2 separate regions of the Sus scrofa genome follow, and region 2 is linked to region 1. A link is a contact called in public Hi-C data. All regions are on one chromosome and are shown on one strand. Each heading gives the region's core, a stretch centred on a gene start, on an enhancer-like site or on the middle of the called end of the contact. The rest is flanking DNA. Distances are from core to core; before and after follow the strand shown.

Region 1 (7,427 bases), core at 3,684-6,183:
ATAAATAAGAAAAGAGAGAAAAAGCAGTTTTTCCAAATCATAGGCCTCCTTAAATCTCCAGTTACCTGGCTCCTTGCTAGAAATGAAATGAACAATGGATTAAGGACAATGATTACACTGAAAACAGCCTGTTGATCTTACAAAACCACTACCTTTGCAGCCAGCAGTCCATTTTCATCAGTATTCACCAAATACCTTTTAAGAACACATGATAGGCAGGCCTCATACAAAATAAGGTGGGCAAACTGGGAAGGAGTTGGGGATGGTAAGGCAGCAAGCAAGAAATGAGCCGCCCCCGCCACCCATCAAGGGTCAGCAAATAGATGGGTACTCTGGAGCAGAAAGCTTCTTTCAAGGTAATACCATGATAAGGTGAGCCAGAGCCACGTGAGAGGCCTAGGGCTCTTAGACTGTAAACTTAGACTGGGTGATGGCTTGTTTATGGGACTGATGGAGGATGGGTGGGTGAGATGGCAATAGGTGGACAGTGGGGAGTCCAGCCATGTCAGCACAACTGTCCAGGGCATGAAGAAGCATGGTGGGAGCCCCGAATGGAAAAGGCGGTGGGATGGTGGCCTAACAAAAGGAAAGGCGGGAAAGACTGGGTGGGCTTGAGGAAGGAGCTAATTCAGTGGAGATGCAGGAATCGATTAGTTCTGTGGATTGAGTCAGTGTGAATGGAGTCCACAGGAAGAGCCAGGGCTCCAACCCAAGTTTCCTAACCCTCAGGGCAGTTCCACTTGAGATGGATCCTTTAAGCCCTATTTCCTGATTCCACCTCCCCTTCCCACCCAGTTCCCACCCTGAGGGTTCCAAGGAGGCAACAGTCCTATTTAGGAAGGCTTTTTGTAAACATGGACTTCTAGATTAAAAACAGACACCCTCGGAGTTCCCGTCATGGAGCAGTGGTTAACAAATTCGACTAGGAACCATGAGGTTGAGGGTTCGATCCCTTCCCTTGCTCAGTGGGTTAACGATCCGGCATTGCCGTGAGCTGTGGTGTAGCTCGCAGACGCAACTCGGATCCCTTGTTGCTGTGGCTCTGGTGTAGGCCGGTGGCTACAGCTCCAATTAAACCCCTAGCCTGGGAACCTCCATATGCCGCGGGAGTGGCCCAAGAAATGGCAAAAAGACAAAAAATAAATAAATAAATAAATAAAAATAAAAAATCAAAACAGACACCCTCTTCTATCCCACCCCCAGCACCAAATATTTGATTTGGCCTCATGAATGATGAAAATACTACATGAGGAGTCTCCATATGGGTGCACTCTCAGGAATAAGGTTGTTCCCAACAAAAGCAAAGTTGCTGGACATACCTGTTCTCTGAGTCTTTGATCAAGAGTGTAGAGATGCTTCTGAGCTGTTTGACTACAAGAGTCTATACTTTTATCACAACTATGTGAAAAGCATGTGGATGAACAAAACAAGTTGTGCCATGGTATGGGAATGTGCAAAATTTTATAACACATTTTCTTTATTATTAATAGATGCTTGTACAATAAAAATTGGGAGGGAAGTAGATTGGAGAACTACCCTTTGATTAAGAAACTTAGTCTTGGGATAAAAAAAGCTCCTAGTATGGGATCTGATGTACTAAAAATGCTTGCTGAATTGAAGTATGGAGATGACAAGAAGTTTCATATGTTAAACTGATTTTTTTTTAAATGTTAACAAATCACTTTCTTTCCTCTCCGTTGCCAATTTCCATTCCCGCCTTCCTCACTTTCCCAGATAGCAAGGAGGCTTGGAGTTTGGAGGAAAGAACGCAAACTGCCAATGCATATCTTCTGATGCCAGATTAATACTTTCTTGAATATTCAGAGGCCAGAAAGTACTGGAAGCAATTATTTGGGGCACTTGGGTCTTCTTCAACTTCTTTTCACTTGTGTAAAAGAGAGAGAGAGAGAGAGAGAGAAGTTCCTGTTGTGGCTCAGCAGTAAGGAAACTGACTAGTATCCATGAGGATGTGGACACGAGTTCAATCCCTGGCCCCGCTCAGTAGGTTAAGGATCCAGCATTGCTGTGGCTGTGGTGTAAGCTAGCAGCTGCAGTTCTGATTCAGCCCCTAGCCTGGAACTCTGATGTCATGGGTGTGGCTCTAAAAAGGAAAAAAAAAAAAAAAAAAAGATACAGAGAGCAAAACCCTTATTCATTACCCACAGTGACTTTGTCGAAATCTGAACCTGGACCACTAGGAATATTGTGACCATCGGATTCACTTCTCACCATCCTTGTTTATAGCCTGGGCATCCCTGGGGAAGTTAACTGAATTATTTCATGAGTAAAATCCCCCACTCCTTCTCAGGGTATGGAAACCATAGATAAGTTGCTGAAGAGAGCTAGGAGCCCAAACATTTCAAAGAGGATTTCAAAGAAAGGAAAGTCACTGGACCCTTTTGGAGGATAGAAAAGAACATAAACCACCCTTTTATCACAAGGTAGCCAAACATTCAATGCAAAGCAGGGTTCTCTCGCTGCCGCCCCTCCCCCACTCCCTCCCCATACCCAGTTGTGGTCAAGGAACCAACCATCCTGACCTCTATCAACCTCCTCTCCCCAGTAAAGTCAAAGCTGTGGCTTGGGTAATTTCTCCTGAGAAAATGTCTCTTGCACTGTTACTCTTGTGAGATCTCTTGACAGAGGATGAAAAGGAGCATGTCAGACATCTCAGTCCTCAGATTTCATAGGTGTAGACAGCCTCTGGCCTCCTGAAGGGCCACACTCGGAACAATAATCAGCAGAGGCAGGCAATGTCAGCAAAGCAATAACTCTTTATTCTTTCATTTTTTATACACTTGCTTCAAAAACTCATCCTGCAGGAAAAATCATAACTCCACTGCTGTTTCCACCCTGCCTCTGTCCCACTGACCCCAAGGTGCTTCAAGATTACCACGGGAAACCTCTGGGTTTCAATTATGAAACCATTAAAAAGTACCAATTATAAGACCTCAGAAACCTTCCTGGGAAACCTGTTACACACTTCAAAATGGCCAAACTCTTGCCTCAGATTCACTGTAAACTGAAAACAGGTCCCTCAGCCCCCACCTCAGTTTGAAGAGACTGTTTTCATACTGTCATGCTGCCCTTGAGAAAATGGAGACTGAGTTACTGGCTGTAACCAAAGGGATAAAAAATCAGCACAGGGCTGGGCTGGCTGCTTAGGGCCCAATTGTGGAATAAGTTTGAAATGTTTGTGTTCAAGAATTTTGAAAATTTCATTCATTCAATGGCCAAAGTTTGCAAAGTTCTAGGTAACAAAGGTCTAGGTGGCAAATGTGAGCTGGGTACAGGGCACTTGAGGGTGGCACAAGGACCTGAAACCCAAATACACTTTTCACTCAGTCTACTCAAAGAGGTAACTCTGGGTCAGAAACTTATTCGAACCCACTTGAATTTGCTGAGAAGGGATGGGGGAGTGGCAGAACACCCCACCACACCCAGAAAGTGCCTGTTTAGGATCCCTGGTGTGCGGTTTGGGTATTCTTAGCTTTCCTGCCACATCTCTGGAAACACACAATGACCTTTCAAGTAATCCTGCCACTGCAACCCCATCCCCAAAACAAAACTAAGCAAACAGACCCCCAGGGCTCCTTAAACTCCTCCAGGTCAGCCTGCTCCCCTACTCCTCAAAATTTTCTTATCATCTGCAAGAGCAGACTAACAAGAGGCAACCTGAAAGTTAAGCAGGATCTTCAAAAATCCAGCAGAAAATTCTTCCTGGGTTCCTTGCTCTCCCCCCCCCCCCCGCACTTGTTCCAAATGATCATTCCCACTTCACAGTTACAAACAACACCCCCCCTCCAAAGCACAACAAAAGCAAGACGTTGGCACGCGAAGGCGAACACACACACTCTTCCTCTCACAGCTGCCCCAAACCCACAGACACCTCTGGACATCACCACTTCAGCCTAGCCTCTTCCACCCCTGGGGCGGAGGGTTGATCTGGTGTAGTTTCACTTCCAGCCCGTTAAGTCCCTCATATTAGTCTGTGTTTGTTTTTAACGCCAAGACGATAAACCCTCACATCTTTGGAAGCCAAATGGGGGTGCGGTGGTTCTGTGTATTTGCCCATGTGGGCTTCTCCCCACCGCCCTGCGCTCAGAGCCGGAGACCAGTGTCAACCTTTAGGGACGTTTGGGAGGCTGTCCCGGCCCTTCTTCCACCCAGGAAGCTTCCGGGAAAGACCGGCCGGACCGCACCCGCAGGGAAAGGGATGCGGCGCCCCCGCGCCGGGTGGCGGTAGCCCGGCATCTCACCGCCCGCCTGGCGCAGGGTCCCCCACGGAGCCTGCGGGCCGAGCGCTCGGACCCGCTCCCGCAACCGGCGCTCGGACCCGCTTCAGCCACTCTTCAGCACTTCCTCGGCATCGCCCGGCCTGCGGCAGCCTCCCGCCCCCTCTCCTCCCCAAACCAACAAATAAACACAACTTTTTATGAAAAGAAAACAAACTTCAGCGACGTGACTCACCTCTGGTGCAGCCGGCTCCTGGGAAGGACGAGCCAGGCCCCGGGGCTAGCGGGGTGGGCGCAGAAGAGCGCCACTGAGCCCCGCGCCCACGGACACACAACCCGCACAGTGACACCCAGGGACACACAAAACGGGAGTGGCCGCAGCGGGAACAACAAAGGAGCCCCAGAACCAGAAGTTGCCGGCCGGGAGGGCGGACGCTTGCGGGCGCGTGTAGCTGCGGCGGGAGTGTGTGTGTATGTAAGTGTGTGTGTGCGTGTGCGTGTGTGGGTGTGCGCGCGCGGCAGCTGACACCGGCCGGCCAGGGCTCAGGGTCCCCGCGGCAGGAAGCGGGGGCCGCAGAGGCGGCAGCAGGAGGACAAGGCAGGGGACGCAGCGCCCTGCGCACCCGGTCCCTCCATATGGAAGAAGCTTTTTTGGATGACTGAACTCGCAAACAATTCCTTCTTTTGCTTCTCCTGCCTAGGAGCCTCCCATTACCGCGCGCCCGGGGGGGGGGGGGGCGCAGAGGAGGCGGGGAGGAGGGGGAGGAGCAAAGTGCAGCAAAGAAAAAGTCTTGGAAAGGAAGCTGGAAAAAAAAAGTCCCCCCAAACTCAGTTTTTCCCCTAACACTCATTTTCTTTCTGTTGCGCCTTAGTACCACGGTGTCCCCCCACTTCGCTTTCTTTCCCATTCCAAAAGCAAAGTCTTCTGCCTTTCTCTCACACCCAGGAGCTCCCCCAAACCCCCATTTTCTCTTTAGCTTCACCTCGGACCCTTATTCTCCTACAGTAGCCTTCCCTCCTCTCGTTCAGTCTATTTCTCCAAGTATTTTCCTGACATCCCCTCTTCTTGTCTCCATTCTGCAAACAAACTAAATCATTAAAAGTAAACTTACTAAACGCGCCCCTACCACTACTCCCGCCCCGCAATGGGGCAGCGGCTGTCGAGAAAATTACTACGAAGCTGGTCTAGGGGAAGCCCCATCGCCACCTCCCGCGACCCACCAAGCGGGCTAAAGAGGGAGGGTTTGCCGCGTTCTCGGTTGACAGCGGCCTGCCCTGACCTCCATTCATCATCCCCGGATGGAAGAGTGAGGGAAAGGATGAGAGGGGGGAGGGCGAAGGAGGGGTATCGGCCACAGAGAAAAGTTAGTTTCCTCCCTTTAGTGTGGGGCAGAGAACATTCAGAGCGGTGGTTCTCAAACTTGGGCTGCATCCGAACCCCCTGGTTCGGCAGGGTCTGGGGTAGGCCCGAGAACTTGCATTTATAGAAAGTTCCCAGGTGATGCGGATGCTGTGGGTCCAGGGCCACATTTTAAAAAGCATTTTTCCAGGGTATTGACAAGTCAAACATGTGCTGAGTTGGTGGCAAGTTGGGTCCCACTCTTAATCTGTAGGGATGAAACAGACTGTGAAAGGTCATTCAGTCCATAGCTTTATATTGCAGCTGAAAAAACCCAGACCCAGAAGGGTTAAGGCAGGTATTTGTTCAAGTGAACCTTGAGTATGTGCCAAAGCGGGAAGGAAGCTGCTCTGAAAGTTGGTTGGGCAGGCCAGGAGGAGTGGGACGAAGGTGCTGCCTTCTCTGTGGCAGGAGAGCTGTGGAAGCCACTGTGTGACTGTGAGAAAGTCATCTGACCTTACTGGGCCTCAATTTTGTTTTTAGTTTCTCATTATTAAAAATTCATATTTTAACACTGAGTAATTATAATTGAACCTGAATCAAAAGATGTTTAAAAGGGCAACATAAACTTCTTTTAATCAATACATTGTACCTTTTTTCCCCATGCATTTGGACACTTAGGCATGAGTCAAGTTTCTTTTTTTTTTTACTCTTTTTAAGGCCCCCATTCGTGGCATATGGAGGTTCGCAGGCTAGGGGTCCAATCGTCCAATTGGAGCTGTAGCTGCCAGCCTACACCACGGCCACAGCCACGCAGGATCTGAGCCTTTCATTAACCACTGAGCCACGATAGTAGGAACTCTGGAGTCAAGTTTCTTTATTGAGTTATCTGGTACTTTCAGCACCACTTGCCTGGATTCTTGGGTCTGTCCCCGGGAAAAAATGGATAAAGGGGACGATCTATTTTCAACAAGGTAAAAAAGAGTATGAACTCCCTCTTTGAACTATGCACCTGTATTCTTTCCTCTCCTTTATTCTCCAGTTCCCTCCCTACTTATCTTCGCTTAATTTCCAACATTCTCCCCCATCATTCTCCAAGACCTATTTATTTCTCCACTTAATGATCCTGTTAGCTTCCACCTCTTATTGTTCTCCTCTAAGGCATAACTCAGGACTAAAAGACCTTGGGTCCACTGTGCATACAGAAATCTTAATTCACCAAGGGAATGGGCCAGCCAGCCTTCCACTGCAGTGAAAACATTCCTTCTCCCCAGAGCCCCAAGCAGAGCTGTCTAAATGCCACTCCCGCTGGCAATGTGGGTTTCCAATGAGGACATGGTACATGAAATTCTCATATTGATTCTTCCATATTCTTTCATATGCTATTCACTGATCAACATCTCAAGATGTCTCTTACCCCTTCCCTTTGTCTTCCTACAAGAACTTTCTCCTAGGACTCTTAATTCTCTCCATTATGGTCTTTGGGTGTCCCCTGAACTCTGGTGAGTCAGAGCACAAGAGAAAACAAAGAAGCTTGACGTCCTTACCAACATTATTTAGCCAAGAGAAAGACTCATGGCCTTGTACTTCCCTCCATTCCAGGCTGTTCATGTGGCTGCTCATCTTTCCCATGAAGTTCAGACAGAATGCAGATCACAGCTGAGAGGGCTTAATTCTGCAGCAGCACCAAGCATATGTTGGCACCTCACATGTGTTTGTTGTTTTTATGGCTCTTTGTATTAACATAATTGTGTTTATTATTATTACTCCTGTAAGAACACTGCATCTCTGAACTCTCCCCCTTTGCCTGGAGCAAGTTCCTTGACTAATTCTCCCCTCCTCTCTCTTTCAGT
Region 2 (7,427 bases), core at 1,428-3,927, 200 kb after region 1:
CTCTACCTAAGCACTTCATTCCACCACTGCTTGTTTCCTTTAGGACCTAGTATAGTGTCTGGCAAACAGCTGATGCTCCAAAACTTTGCTGAATGAATAATGCATCTTCTTTCATCAATTCTCTTCCCTTCATCTCTTTAGTAGGTCCAGCTTCACTCACTCTTTTGGCCCCATTTCCCTTGGCCTATTCTGGTGATCAAATCATTTTCTATCATGGTCAGTTTTATGTATCAACATGGCCCACAGGCAATCTCAAACTCAGAATGTCAAAGTTCTCTCTCTATTCCTGCCAACTACTTAAATTTGTTCTTCTTTTGGATGTGACATCTCAAACTCAAGGCAAAAGTCTGAAAGTCATACTAGACATTTATATACCTAAATACTAGACATCTAAATAAGTCAGTGTCCATCTTCAGTGCCAGGGTTTGAATTCAGGCCTTCATTCCCTCTTGCCTCAGCTTTTAATAGATCCCCTTACCTCCCTTTCTCCAGGCTTATCTCCTTCAAATCTGTTCTCCAGAGTGCTTGTCCTCTGATGCAAGGTGACCACAAATGCCCAGCCTAAGACTCAATGACTTCTCTGTCACCTGCAATAAGGGATTCCTAATATAGGCCACTATCACAAGGAGCATTTAAAAACACAGATTAGAACTCTACTCAGACCTAATGAATAAGAATTTCTAAAGTGAAGCCTGAAGTTTTTCTCTTTTAAAAGACTAGCCAGGTTATTATGATCAGCCAGGATTGAGAGCCACCAGCCTTCAAGGTAAATCCACATTCTGTCCCTGACACCATTACTCCCAGCTTTATCCCTCAAAACACATCATGCTCCAGCAATACTGATGCATCCAGGATGACTGATTCTTCAACCCACGTTGTTTACCATCTTTCTGTCAGGAATGTCTTCTTCTCTTATCTGCTTGGGAAATTCCTACTTGTTCATCAAAAGCATTATTCAAGAATACCTAGTCTCTTACTTAAGCCATTAAATACTGACAAACTAGTGAAATTGTACACACTAAGTATGTGCAGTTCTTGGCATACCAATTTTACCTCAATAAAGCTGTCAAAAATTAATTGAGGTCCTACTACATGTCAGGCTCTGAGCTGAGCATTGTTATATAGAGATCAATAACCTACATTATTTACAATATTTACATTAAGCCCACATACCACTGAAGAAAGAGGCATACAAATATACAAATTAATATAGTACAGTGAGGTAAATTCTGTGAGAGTTTGTGGTAGGCTGAATAATGCCCCCTTCTAAGATGTCCAAATCCTAATCCTCCAAATCTATGAATATGCTACTTTACATTACAAAACAAATTTTGTAGATGTGATTAAGTTAAAGATTCTGAAATGAGGAAATCATCCTGGGTTATTTTGGTGGGCTCAAAATAATCACCAGGGTCCTTTTAAGATGGAGGCAGGCAGGAGGATGAGAGAGAAAAAGAAGGTGCAAAGAGACTGGAAAATGCTCTGCTACTGACGTTGAAAATGGAGGATGGAGACATGAACCAAGGAACATGAACATGTGGCCTCTAAAAGCTGCAAAAAGCAAGAAAATGAATTTTCCACTAGCGCTTCCAACCTTGAACCAGTGAGATCAGTTTTGGACTTCTAAGTTCCAGAAATGTAATATAACTGTAAGTGACTATATGGCAGCAACAGGAAGCTAATACAGAAGCCAACACAGGGCATTAAGGTAGTACATAAAGGGGTCTCTACATCAAGTTGTAGAGTGGGAAAGGGATGTTCAGGAAGAATTACTCAGAGCTGGGGGAGATTGTGTTTAAGGGAAATGGTCCAGGTAGAGAAATTAATATGTATAAAGGTATAAACAGAGAGCATGGAAAGTGTTATGACAAGTCTATTTGCATTAAACAGTAAAAAAATATTAACAATATTAATTCTGCTAAGAGTACTGTTTGTATGCCAGGCACCATTCCAAAACACTTTTCAGCTCTGAGTACTTTATCATTCTGTATTATCATCATCATTTTATCTATACGGATACTAAGGTTTGGAGGAGCTAGTAATTTAGCACTGCAGTGGGGGCCTTTAGTAAAGTAGCATCAGGGTGGCTGAAAATAAATGAACTATTAGATACTAGAGAGGTGGGGGTCAGCACTGCTTGGGATATCAACTTGTTCTGGACGCTGACAGAAGATGGGGTTGATAGAGTCAGAGGCCTCCAATTTCTGTGATGTGATCGTGGTTTTGTTGCCGCTCAAGGTAGAGCTGTCCTTGACTAACTCAAAGTAAATCACTTATGTTACAAATGTAAACTCTGCCTCCTTATTTCCCTTCTTCCTTTCCCCCTAATGTCTGGGGTGGAGATAGAGGTGTATGCACCAACTAAACTGTGAGCTTCACTCTGCACATTTGTGAAATGCTTTGAAATAGTTCCAAAATTGATTGCGCCTCAGAATCCCTTGGAGAAGCATACACACAATGCAGATTCCTCGCCTTATTCAGAGATTTTGATTGAGTAGTACATGGATGGGGCTCCGCCTCACCCCCTCATCTGCAAATCTCCCAAATATTCTGGTACCTGACCAGCGCCTGAATGACTTCTGGGTCGTTCAGGTACACCGCATTTGATTCCGTAAAGGACCCTCCCCCGCCCCGCCCCCAGGCCCCGCCCCGCCCCCAGGCCCCGCCCCCTCTCCCTCTTCCTCAACCTCCCCTCCCCCGCCTGCCCCGGACGTCTCCTGCTTCGTCGTTTCATTTTGTCTCGCCCAGCTCCGCCTTTTCCAGGTCCTCCTCTGTCTCTCAAGATGGCTGCGCTGCCGCCGAGCCCGGAACTGTGGAACCGCGTGAGGATCCCCAAAGCCGGCAGCCGCAGTACAGTAATCGTGCAGAACCCTGACACACCGCTGGGTGAGTGAGGCGCCCCATAAGGGGCGCAGGCTTTTCCGCAGGAGGCGTCTGGCCGCTGCCGGCGCACGTGCGCGAGGGGCGGGACTTCCGGACTCCGCGGGACGCTGGGTATGACGGCGGTGTGCGGCATCTGGGGTCGGGCGTTTGTGGGGACCTCTGGCTTTGCTGTTCTCTGGACCCACCGTGCCGACCGCAGGGCTTCCATGGGGCGCCGAAAAGGCAGAGAGGGGCGAACGCAGCTAGCATCAGGGAAAAGTGCTGCCTGGGAACCCTCTGTTGACGCAGGCCACCAAGAGCCGTGGTTACTCCACAGTCTTTCCCGACCTCTTCCACCGAGGAGCGGCGGGTCACTCAAGCACTCTGCACTTAAATCGCACTCTTCCTAGATCCCCCTTTCTTTTCTGTAAAATAGGGTTAGTCTTCCCTGCCCATCACTGGGTTGTTGGGAGGATATAATGATGTCATTTAGGTGAGTATGCTCTGAAGTGAAATATCAGTGTATGGTGGCATTGCCGTTATCAAGCAGCAGGAGCTTGGTCTGGGTTTAAAACCTGGCTCTTCCTCTGCTGGAGCTAGGGTGAGGGATGGGAGTGTCCTTATTTCACATTTCTGGGTCTCAGCTCATTTCCAAATGAGGGTAAAACAGTATTTGCCTTACAGAGCTGTTTGGTTTTTTGGGGGTTTTGTTTGTTTTTTGCTTTTTAAGGCCACACCCAGCATATGTAAGTTCCCAGGCCAGGGGTGGAATCAGAGTTACAGCTACCAGCCTACACCACAGCCACAGCAATGGGGGATCCGATCCACATCTGAGACCTACACCACAGCGCATGCCAATGCCGGATCCCTGAGCCACTAAGCCAGGCCAGGAATTGAACCGCATCCTCATGTATACTAGTCGGATTCCTTTCAGCTGCGCCACAATGGGAATTCCTATAGAACTGTTTTGATGGAAGAGTAAAGTATTTGGAACAGTGCCTGATACAGTGAATAAATACTCAAATGATAGCTGTTATTAATAATATTTAATACCTGTAACTTACCTAATCATCACATCCCCAGCCCTATCCATCCATCCTGCTCAGTTTACAAGAAACCTTCCCCCATCCTCTATTCAAAAATTCCTTAACATGATTCCTATTAGGCCTGGAAATTCACCAGCTCTCTCTTTATCCCAAAGGCACCCCTTTCTGGCCTCAAATAGCTGGGACGGTTAAGAAACTTCTCTATGTTCTATAGAAATCTGCCTCTGTGTTACTTCCACTTAGGAGGCTAGTACTACCCTGAGAGCCACAGACAACACATTAACTCCATCTTCTACTTCAAAGCTTTTCGGACCAAAAAGCTATCATCTCATTCTACTAAGTACCATGTGTTCAGTCACATAAATTACATAATTTCCAGTTGTTAACAGTGGTTTCTCTTTTCTGAATATATTTGTAAAGCAGTACCCAAATACAGTGCCTTTGATTTTTAAGAGAATTAATTTATCCGTTTAGAGAAGTACACAACATGTTTCCCACCTCAGGGTACTTAAGGTGTTAAGTATACTAGTTTAACACATGTTCTCTCAGTGACTTCTTGGACTTGATATCATCTGGCACCATTTTCCTTCCTTCCTATGTGACTTCTCACATACTTGAAATCATTTTGTTCCTACAGGAACAAATTAATGATGACAGTAATGATGACATTAATTTGTTCTTGATTTATTAAATAAGGGAAGATGCTTCTTTCAATGTACATTTTATATGCTATACTTAAAATGTAGAAATGCATATTAAGTCTAACTAAACATCTCTGCTTTAGACCTTTGCATTGCAGCTGTAATTAAAGAATGCTCTCTTGTTATACTGTCACTGAAGAGCCAAACCTTAGATGCAGAAACGGATGTGTTATGCGCATTCCTTTACAGCAATCACAACAGAATGGGCCGCCACAAACCCCATTTGGCCCTCAAACAGGTAAGGGGGAAGTCCTGTATTTAAGACTCAACATGTTTACTTGATGAAGATGGACATCACTCTGCCACTTAATATTTTGTTGTTTATGGAAATCACAGTAAATTACTTGTGATTTATAGGTCTTCAGCCCACAGTTGCATGTGGGCGTTCTCTTTTTTTTCTGAAAGCATTTTTAAAAAGTTTATTTAGAAAGGAATTATGTTTGATTCTTTCCCAGTCTTTTTTCTAGTAGATAGGTAATTTTAGGAAAAATTTTCTTCATTACATACAATCTTAAATTACTGTGCCTTCCTATGTGCTGGGCACTGTGCTTCATGCTGGGTGTACGGGCCAAAAAATACAGGCATTGTATTGAACCTTACAGGTTCATGCTCTTTGGTTTTCACTCCATTACTTAAGGCAAAAAAGATGACGATTTCTTTTTTTTTTTTTTGTCTTTTTAGGGCTACACCCAGGGCATATGGAGGTTCCCAGGCTAGGGGTTGAATCAGAACTGTAGCCACTGGCCTACACCACAGCCATAGCAACGTGGGATCTGAGCCTCATCTGCAACCTATACCACAGCTCACAGCTGGATTCTTAACCCACTGATCGAGGCCAGAGATTGAACCTGTGTCCTCATGGGTGCTAGTCAGATTCGTTTCCACTGAGCCATGACGGGAACTCCAAGATTTCTTCATCAAAGAAAGATTTGGGATCATAGTCTTTCCCAAAGTTTTCTTTTCTCATGGAAGTTTTTATCTCCTTCTGAGAATTTAACACCGAAACCAAACTTGTTAGATTAAACGTACATATTTCTCCTCCTGGCTTCCAAGTTGTGAATAATTATCCAGTCAGAAAAATTTGGTGTTCTGTTTCTCTTCTTCCTTTTATGTAATTCTCCCACCTGCTCACACTGATCAGTCAAAACTTTCTCTGCATCTAGTCCCTTTTAGTTCTGGCTGCCATCTCTTTTTTCAGACTTTGTCAATTTTTAGTTGTCTTGCAATCCTGACTGGTCTTTCCTCTATTTAATCATCTTAAAACACATCTTTAATTTTTCATGGTTCTCCATTGTCTCCTGAATAAAAACTAAACCTCTTAGCTTAACTTACAAAATCCTCCATGATCTGGCCTTTTCAGTTTTCCTTAGCTCAGGCTTCTCTCTGGTCTTCATCTTCATAGATTTTATATTCCAGGCAATCTGAACTCTTTGTGAGTCCTACTCACCCCATGTGTCCCCTCTTCTGTTCCCTTTGCTCACCTGGTCCTGTCTGTTTAGAACGCCCAATCCTTCCAACATTTTCTTCATGTCTGTGGCTCTGACAGACTGCTGAAATTTAGTACTTAATAATTTACTATCTCGTTTTGATAGTTTCACTGTTAGAAATTATGTTGCTTCAGAAAAATTATATCTTGAATATAATCTTATATCTTCTTTGGTTCCCTTTATAGCATCAAGCACATCCTGGCATATAGTAAATTCTTAGTTATAACCTGAGATAATTGATTTGATAAATGTATTTACCTGGATAAATTTCAAATTTTTAAGCAGACGCAATTGCTTTGGGCTACAGGTTTTTTTCCCCCTTAAAAAAAGATATTGTGTGGTATTCAGTATATTTCCATACTTTGAAATTTTGCATTTCTTTGTTTTCCTGGTCACATTGGTGGCTTTGTCTGTATATTATATACATATGAATTTGAACCGCTCTTCCCCTTTCAGGTTGAACAGTGTTTAAAACGCCTGAAAAACATGGATTTGGAAGGTTCAATTCAAGATCTCTCTGAGTTGTTTTCTTCTAAGTAAGTGGTCCAGTCTCTTTGCAGTAGGCTTTGTGATGGGCTGGGAATTCAGTGTCTTGCTGTGACTTTGCTTACTTTTTTCCACTTGTTGTTAGAATATAAATAATTTTATCTCAGATGTACAAATTTTGTTCTAATAAAGGGTCCCTGGTGTTTGTGGTAATCTCCCTCTGTTGGCCTTTGGGAGGGAATGGTGTGACACTGAAATCTGGGTCATGATGGATTATACTGAAATATTAAGTGTCAGTCAACTTCAGTGGGTCATTATTAAGCATAACTACCTCAAATTGAACTTAAAGTAAGTCTGCACTTGAAAATTGCTATGTAAGTGGTTTACATTTAAGAAGGAAAGTAATGTACTTTTTTATTTCTGTCAAGTGAAAATCAGCCTGTAAATTCCAAAGCTTGCGTCATCCCCAGCCAACCAGTGGTAGAAATGGTGTTGATGAAGATTTTGGGAGGCTGCAAGTTGCTACTGCGCTTGTTGGACTGCTGCTGCAGGACATTTCTGTATCCTTCAGTCAATGAAATACCTTCTTCTGACTTGGGATTGTTTGGCTATATTTAGCAGTATAGCTGTTTGAAAGCTAGGGAGTTTATAGGAGTTATTACTTAAGAGAATTATTAAAAGTTTGCTTTTTGGCCTCTTTTCCTGGGAACTGCCTGATATAGCCATTGCCAGAGACTTCTGTCTCTGCCTGGTATGTGTTATCCTAAGGGCACTGACAGAAATTTGTTTTGTGTATGTGTGTGTATGGTTTTTGTTTTGCTTTTTTATGGCCGAACCTGCAGCAT

What was found. A called contact is a pair of places that touch in the nucleus more often than the background predicts.
Region 2: a Hi-C map of retroperitoneal adipose tissue shows a contact between it and region 1, with 1.8 times the contacts expected there. The contact joins the promoter of NEPRO here to the promoter of BOC in region 1. A contact is called at or near these places in 1 of 5 promoter capture datasets (fetal skeletal muscle), 5 of 47 Hi-C or Micro-C datasets (embryonic fibroblasts, epiblast stem cells, fetal skeletal muscle and 2 more) and 1 of 2 datasets of contacts at active chromatin or transcription factors (skeletal muscle).

The regions. Positions count from the first base shown.
Region 1 is chr13:146,698,232-146,705,658 of Sscrofa11.1, forward strand. It overlaps BOC (brother of CDO), which reads right to left and starts at 4,934. Exons shown (of 21, transcript XR_002337900.1): 1 at 4,471-4,934.
Region 2 is chr13:146,899,333-146,906,759 of Sscrofa11.1, forward strand. NEPRO (nucleolus and neural progenitor protein) reads left to right here and starts at 2,678. Exons shown (of 9, transcript XM_003132674.4): 1 at 2,678-2,886; 2 at 4,693-4,847; 3 at 6,553-6,632; 4 at 7,011-7,142. The coding sequence starts at 2,784. All of the region lies in intron 5 of GTPBP8 (GTP-binding protein 8), which reads right to left.